Linked DNA regions of Rattus norvegicus: region 2 is linked to region 1. Evidence: chromatin contacts called from public Hi-C data. All regions are on one chromosome and are shown on one strand. Each heading gives the region's core, a stretch centred on a gene start, on an enhancer-like site or on the middle of the called end of the contact. The rest is flanking DNA. Distances are from core to core; before and after follow the strand shown. Region 1 overlaps Dync1i1 (dynein cytoplasmic 1 intermediate chain 1). Region 2 overlaps Slc25a13 (solute carrier family 25 member 13).

Evidence for each region. A called contact is a pair of places that touch in the nucleus more often than the background predicts.
Region 2: a contact with region 1 is called in a Hi-C map of Schwann cells, with 3 times the contacts expected there. The contact joins two enhancer-like sites. A contact is called at or near these places in 2 of 12 Hi-C or Micro-C datasets (the A7r5 cell line and Schwann cells).

The regions. Positions count from the first base shown.
Region 1 is chr4:35,109,234-35,112,916 of GRCr8, forward strand. It overlaps Dync1i1 (dynein cytoplasmic 1 intermediate chain 1), which reads left to right. Exons shown (of 17, transcript NM_019234.2): 15 at 1,629-1,769. Among named protein-coding and RNA genes, the nearest start is that of Rpl31l14, 160 kb to the right of the region's middle. Within about 2 kb of position 1,623, at least 7 of the 93 cell types and tissues checked have an H3K27ac peak or open chromatin away from gene starts, as enhancers often do. A contact at or near this core is called in Schwann cells, where this site is marked.
Region 2 is chr4:35,291,983-35,295,665 of GRCr8, forward strand. All of the region lies in intron 2 of Slc25a13 (solute carrier family 25 member 13), which reads right to left. Among named protein-coding and RNA genes, the nearest start is that of Rpl31l14, 25 kb to the left of the region's middle. Within about 2 kb of position 1,584, at least 26 of the 93 cell types and tissues checked have an H3K27ac peak or open chromatin away from gene starts, as enhancers often do. A contact at or near this core is called in Schwann cells, where this site is marked.

The DNA.
Region 1 (3,683 bases), core at 373-2,872:
TTTCAAATTACACTCTCACAGATACTTTTGAGGTTAAAATATGACACATCTATCTCACACACACACACACACACACACACACACACACACACTCACACACTCATATACACATTCACACCCATTGGTCCATCTACCATCTGTGTTGTGTTAATGTAACTAAACTTCGTTTGCATCAAACCAGGGACTTTTAAATGTCCAGGAAATGCAAATAATGGGAATAAGTCAATTATAGTGACTCCCATAATAAGTCGTTGCACTCTGTTTCAGTTAAAGACCTGTGGGTTTACAGTGATTTTCCTCATTCCCATTTCAGCGCATGTACTTTGGGCATCTCTCATTCACAAGCCCCACACATTGGCAGTTCTTGCTGATATTTGGAGCCGATTCCCTACAGATGTGTTCTCTGAATATCCAAGGCAGAAAGGATTTGATTGTTATATTGTATGTTATCTTTTCTTGATCTTACCACCCTGGCCTGTGTCGGCATTCCACAGAGCCGGAGAAGAGAGTTCAGACAGCTGACTAGAGGAAGAAGACAAAAATTCCCATTGTTTAGATTTCTGTCAGAGGATATAAGAATAGTTAATTTCTTTTATCTCTGGGGCTTTCATTATCATTTAAATTTCATTTTACATTAATTGATCAGGGATTAGTAAAGCCATTATGCAGAAATTAGAATAAGACAAGCCAGATGGAATGAATAATTCATAAAGTCCAATTACGTTTTATTTCTGGTGTACTTTCAAACTTGCCTCTGACTTCTGTGCTATTTTGATGTGACAATATTCGCTGGAAATCAAGTGTGCCATTTTAATTTATTATATCCCTCTGGAGTGGAGGCATTTGTATGCAGTGGAAGAATGTTCAGTGTTTCCCCTCAGAACATCAACTTTAGGGGTCTTGGAAATCCTTGGTGATTTAGAAAGGATGTCATATTTTATGTGTAAGTTCAGAGGTTCTAGAATGAGCTACATTGCTCCACTTGGTTCGGGCGAACTAACCCCACCCCATAATATGGAGGCTACGGTCTTAACTAGATAGATTTCCACTTTCTTGTAAGAGCTGAGACCCGACTTTAAAGGTATTTGTCCCGTTTCCTTCGCCGCAAAGAAAGAGTTAAAATATGAATTTGGCCTGCAGTTTGACTAGAAGAAGCCACCGTTGCTGCAGCGACAAGGGAGGACCACGAGGTGGCAGACGTTGCCTTCGGTGCAGAGTCAGGGTTGCCAGGGACCGCCCGGGCTTCGGAGCATCCCAGCGGGTCCAAGCCCCTCAGCCCACTCCTGGGTTCAGGCTCCCAGCGACCTGCACAGCTTGGCCTGGCAAGAATTCCGAGCTAATGGCAGTCGCGTCCACCTGTCTGGAATGTCGCTTACAACTGTGTCTGAAACCGCCTCGCTCCGCGGGTCCCGGCCCCGGCCCATTCAGAGTCACCCCCACCCCCGGGGATTTATTTATGCCACTGGACAGTTGTAGTCACATTAAAGCTCCGGTTCACCTTCTCGAGGACTTTCATCTCGGGAAGTTTTATGACACTTGGTGAATGTGCAAAGTTTTTAATTAGGCTCTCTAGACAGCCCGAGGCGGCGGCAGCGCCACTAAGTCTTCACGGTCTCTCTGCTTTACAGCACAACAAGCCGCTCTACTCCTTTGAAGACAATGCAGACTATGTGTACGATGTCATGTGGTCCCCCGTGCATCCCGCGCTCTTTGCCTGCGTGGACGGGATGGGGCGCTTGGACCTCTGGAACCTCAACAGTGACACCGAGGTGAGCAGCAGGCTCCCGGGCCCAGGGCTGGGAGGGGGCACCCGGGCCACTCTGCAGTCTGATTCTTCCTGGGGAAAAAAAGACCTGCCTTTTGTGGACAGACCCTCCAACAGCCTCTGGGCAGCGTCCATCGCCCCCACCCCCAGCCCCCAATTCTTAACTACTTGGAAGGGAACTAGCAGATGTATTGGCCAAAACTCCATTTCACTTCATTCCTAAACTGTAGCAGATCTTAGACAGTTACTGACTCTGGTTCACACACACCTTCCCCACCCCACCCACGCCCCCAAGAGCACAAATTGTGTTCACACTTTTCCCTGAGGGGAAGGACACATAGCGTTGAAATAGCTTTATTGGCAGACTTGGAAAAGTAAGATTTTCTGGGTGCCGTCTTTTTTAGATTGGATTATTGAAATGAGGTTACCCTGTCGACGCTGGCTATTCGTACCATTTCTGTTTTGACTCCATAAAATATGATTCTCTACACGACTTTCTGTTTAGATCTGCCATCCATTTGATTTTTGCTAAGGAAATATTCCTTGTCTGCGATATTGAACTCAAAGGCAGTAGTGTCTAAGTTGAAACATGTATGCAAAACTCAGTTTTTAAAATGGGATTTTTAACATGTCACATTTAAAGTCATTCACGAGTGAAAGATGCCTATTTCTTTAAAAGAAAAAAGTTGATAACAAAATGATTACTTTTAAAGTGTATTTTATTTGCTTTGCTTCTTTTCTTTCAATCCCTGGGAAGTACTGAGGGTCTAATTCAGAGCCTTAGGATTGGTGTTGTTGACAGGGAACATGTTTCATGAATATTATGTGTCCTAAAAATGGCCTCTGCATCACTTCTTGGTTTTTGGTTTGGGTACAGATATGCAGGTAAAGAGTGCATGATACAAGGTACCTGTCAAGCAAAGCCAGTCTTTTGAAGAGCTTGGGACAGGAAGTCATTCAGCCTTTTTAATTAAGGATCCTAAGGCTGGAGGACATAGAGGAGAACAGGAGACTAGGGTTTTTTTTGTTTTTTTTTTTGTGGGAGGGGACAGGGAAATTTCCTTCAGGTGGTGTTGTGCCTGGGTGCTTTTAATGGCACATATTTCTGTAGCTATCACCAGGCAAATGTATTTCCATCACAGCCATTTTTTTTTCTTTTACCTCCAAGGACTGTGGGGGAAAGAAAGTTACATAATGAAGGTATCTTTGAAAATCCTCAGAGGGCAGGAGTGAGATGCCCATCGTTTGGGATGCTGAAATGTTTATAACATCATTGCGTTTAATAGTGAGATGCTATTACCTTACGTTGTAATGGTTTCCCAAAGTCTTTCATCACCGTTGATTAAAATCATACTGCTTCTATTTGCCAGAAGAAACTCACTCTAAGCAACCAAAAAAACAAAAACGCTTTCCAGATTGACTCGGGAGCGTGCTATATGAGAAAGCCGGCCAAGCCGAGGTGATGTTTTCATGACACCCAGCTCTGGTGCATAGGAAGGGATGTAGTGGTCCTCACCTCCTTAATAACCTCTCTCTCTCTCTCTCTCTCTCTCTCTCTCTCTCTCTCTCTCTCTCTCTCTCTCTCTCTCTTTCTTTCTCTCTCCCCCTCCCTCCCTCAAAGTGATATCTTGACATTGCCTTCACTCTCTATAGGTATCAAAGAGAGAAACTCAGAGTAGTTTTATAGTTAACATTTAAAACTTCACGGCCGGTCATGCTTAGAGTTAAGATTTATGATAAGCGCTCTGGCTTCACGGCCATGGTAAAAGCACACCAAGGCAGCCTCACTTCCAGGACCTCACAATTTCAAACCCTTTCTTTCTTTTTTTTTTTTTTCAGGTTTAAGTCAGATTAGGAAATAGATTTTAAAAGACTGAGGGAGCCTATGTTCCCTATCTGCTTTGTTGTTCTTCAAATT
Region 2 (3,683 bases), core at 334-2,833, 180 kb after region 1:
AGAGTTAGATGAAGTTTCCTGGGCTCTGCTGCTTCATGTGCAGAATGTGTATAATGATATTACCAGCCCCGTGTGGCTGACTCATGAAGCAAATGAGATAATGAGAAAATACAGTACAAACAATGCCCAGAACATAATAAACACACTTCTGGCTTTGCTTTTTTATTACATATATGTATGTATGCATATATGTATACACACACGCCACGGCCCTCATGTGGAAATCGGAGGACCACTTATGAAAGTCGGTTGTCTCCTTCCCACCATGTGAGTTGGGGGATGGAGCTCAGGCTGTGACTTCGTTGGCAAGCACCTTTACTTGGTGAGCCACTCCGCTGGTCCATGTTTTTGCTTTTCTAATTCTTTTCTTTAACCGTCTATTTCACTGACTATAGGACCAGTTCAAGAATGTAATGAAGGTTTCCTTTCATCACTAGTGACTTGGTCCTGGGCACTGCCTAAGGGAAGCCATGGCAAAATGCTAGGATACCATCTTCTAAGTGTCTTTTACAGATAAGAGTACAAAAGAGACAGCCCAGCGATGTTATCCTTCACTTGGCAGGGGACGTTCAGAAGAAGGAATTCATTGTTATTTCTTTCCCTAAATGAGGACAAACAAGCTTGAAATGGAAGTGGCATGTCACTGTTAATGATAGCAATCCCATGGTTGGTTATACCGAGGTTTCCCTATGATAGTGATTAATTTACCTCAGAACACAATTTAACTTTTCTCCTGCTGGTACACATTTAGATTATTTCCAGTCTGGGTTATTTTGTAAGAAAACCTAAGATAGCCATTCTTATAGATAACATTTGTCCCAATTCCTATTTTCAAAAACCAGACTCCCTGAAAGAAGAAATTGTTGAGTTAAAGGACAGGGACCTTCAGACGGTCATTGCTTATTATCATGCTGTTCTCCAGAAACGATTGTACCAATCACTCTGCCACCTGCAGCGCGACAACGTGCTCTCGCCCTGTCCAGGGTCACATTTGTTTCAAATACTTTTGCAGTTTGACATTTTTCATGTAATTGAGTCTAGAGGGTTTTTTTTTCCTCCTTTGCAAATCCTCCCGTTGCTTTTCTGACCTTAGAAATCCAGTCCCTTCTCTTCACAAATACCAACCCAGTTTCTCTCCTGACTTTTGACCATATCCCTATTTATCATTAGCCTCCAGAATACCAGGGCTCTGCTTCTGTGTGTGTTCTGACATGAGACTATTCTGACTTTTTCCAGTCAATCTATTGGCTGTTCCAGGCCCACAAACCACGTCTTCCACCCTCCCCGTCCTGCTCTTTAGGACTCAGAGTTTTCACTAATACATTATCAGATGGTCAACAGGGAAAACAGTGAGAAGCAGACTCCACCTGCAGCTTCAGTTCTCAGAGGTTGGAATGGCTTCCTGGGACCACAGTGTACTCTGGAACTGGCTGGGCATAGCACCAAGAATGTTTCATGGACCAGCAGTTCTGACCAGTGGGAGGCGGTCCAAGACCACCCTATCTTGTTGACCTATCTGTCCTTGTAAGACAACAATGACTCTTACTTGCTACTAACTGCAGGGAGGGCCCTGTCAAGACAGGAATTTTTTGGCTGTGTTCTCCCTCGCTATTGTTTCCTCAAATTCCCAGACTGCTGACTGGCGGTGAACCATGCTTGAGCAATATTTTTCGAATGAATGAAAGGTTCAGAATGCTGTATTACTTTTCTCCTGGAGCTTTTTCTTGGCCTGATGATTATCCTTTGAATTTTCGCCAAATGACCTTGGGAATCATTGTTAAGTTGTGGACCGGAAATTCAATTGTCCCTGGAAATGCGAGATCAAGCTACAAGGAACCATACTACTCACTCGCAAGATAATAAGGGATAATGAAAGCTGGCCAAAATATGGAACATTCCCACACGCTGGCAGTGTAATTATAAACTGACAGTGCTAGTGAGATGCCTCAATGGGCTTGCAGAGAACCCAGGTTCAATTCCCAGAACCTACTACACACCAGCTCGCAACTCTGTAACTCAAGTTCCAAGAATCACAGACTTGCATGCAAGCAAAATGCCAATGCACACAAAAATAAATTTTTTTAAAAATTATGTGTATATATGTATATAAAAGTGTGTATATGTGTGAGTGTGTGTGTGTGTGTGTGTGTGTGTGTGTGTGTGTGTGTATAAACTGAAAAATCCTTTTTAGAAAACTGCTGGTCAATGTCCACTGTAACTGTATCTAACATAACCATAGGCTTAGCAATTTCAATCATAAAGAAATCTCTAACAAAATGTATATGGGATATAATACCAAAAAAGTTAAAGTATTCAGAGCAACTTATCTTAAGACGACAAAGAAAATGCTTAGGGAAAAAAAAACAGTCCGGAGATCTCTCAATGACTGGATACTTAGTTGACTGTCCTATAGTCACACAATAAAATACAATGTAGCGATAAACTAACCCACTCCACGTCACCACACAGATGATTCTACATAAACTCAGGCTTGGAGGTAGAGGTCAGCGCAAGAGTGAAAGCCTGTGTTGTTGGGGGCCTGGAACTCAGCACCCAGCAGTGCAAGAAGTAACAGAGAGAACAGACTGCATGACTACACTTAAGGTAGAATGAAATAAAGGACTGAACTAAGGTGTCACGAGAGAATTCAACCAGTTACCTTTGCTAGCTAGACTGGCTAGCACAGGGAACACGGACCTTCCAGGCACTGGTGCACTCTGTAAATAACCATGGAGACGTGTACTTATGGTCTGTGCACCAGACTCAGACCAACTGTCACACGATCACCGAGGGATTCTTATTGCCCTCACTTGTTTAGAGGTAAGGAAGAGGTCATCTCTTAAATGACATGTTAATCTGGATGCAGAATATAATTTTGTTCAGTTTACAAGCCAGTCCACCAAAGCAAGAATGACCTGCTTTAGGGTTCAAGAAAATACATCAAAGGTTGTCTCTTGGACTCATGGACAGAGGCCAACTATGATAGAAACATGTACTAGGGGTGTTGACAAAGGCAGCTTGGTTGTCCTTTAAGCAAGGTACAACGGTCACTGTCAGGGAAGAGACTCTTACAGCTACCACGGCTCTAGAATACGATTGGACATCTCTGGGGATATGCTCCAGAAGACTTTTATAATTCTTTTAAATGATCATATATCTCATCAGCTGTACCACACTGAAGGAGGAGAGTAGCAGACGGACTCAGAAAAGGAACCTGTCCCTGCAGTGCCTATCACTAGGACCAGAGTCCTACCTGGCTTGCTCCTCACTAATTATTTTAATAAAAGTCTGGGAGTGGTGACCTGGGTCAGAACCCTTACCTTCCCTGGCCGCTCCTGTTTGCCAGGAGTCACTTACGCCCTTGGGGCTGAAAGTCAAATTCTCCTGGACACCTTTTCAGTCAGAGATGCCCTGTGCACTCCAGGTCCTGTCACTTGCCACCCTTTACCATGTCCCTCTTCTAAGGACAGAATAACAAAACGGGATGAAAGCACAGAGAATCAATACAGCCTGTTAGCACAGATCACTGACTACATCATTGGGGCCACAATGTAAACAGGAGGTTTTTAACATTGTGATTTTAACTTTAAATTTTAATCATTGAAATTTTAAACTAACTAAAGAGGCATATTACAGCACCTAAGGTGAATTATATTTATATTAAATACTGAACAAAGAAATAA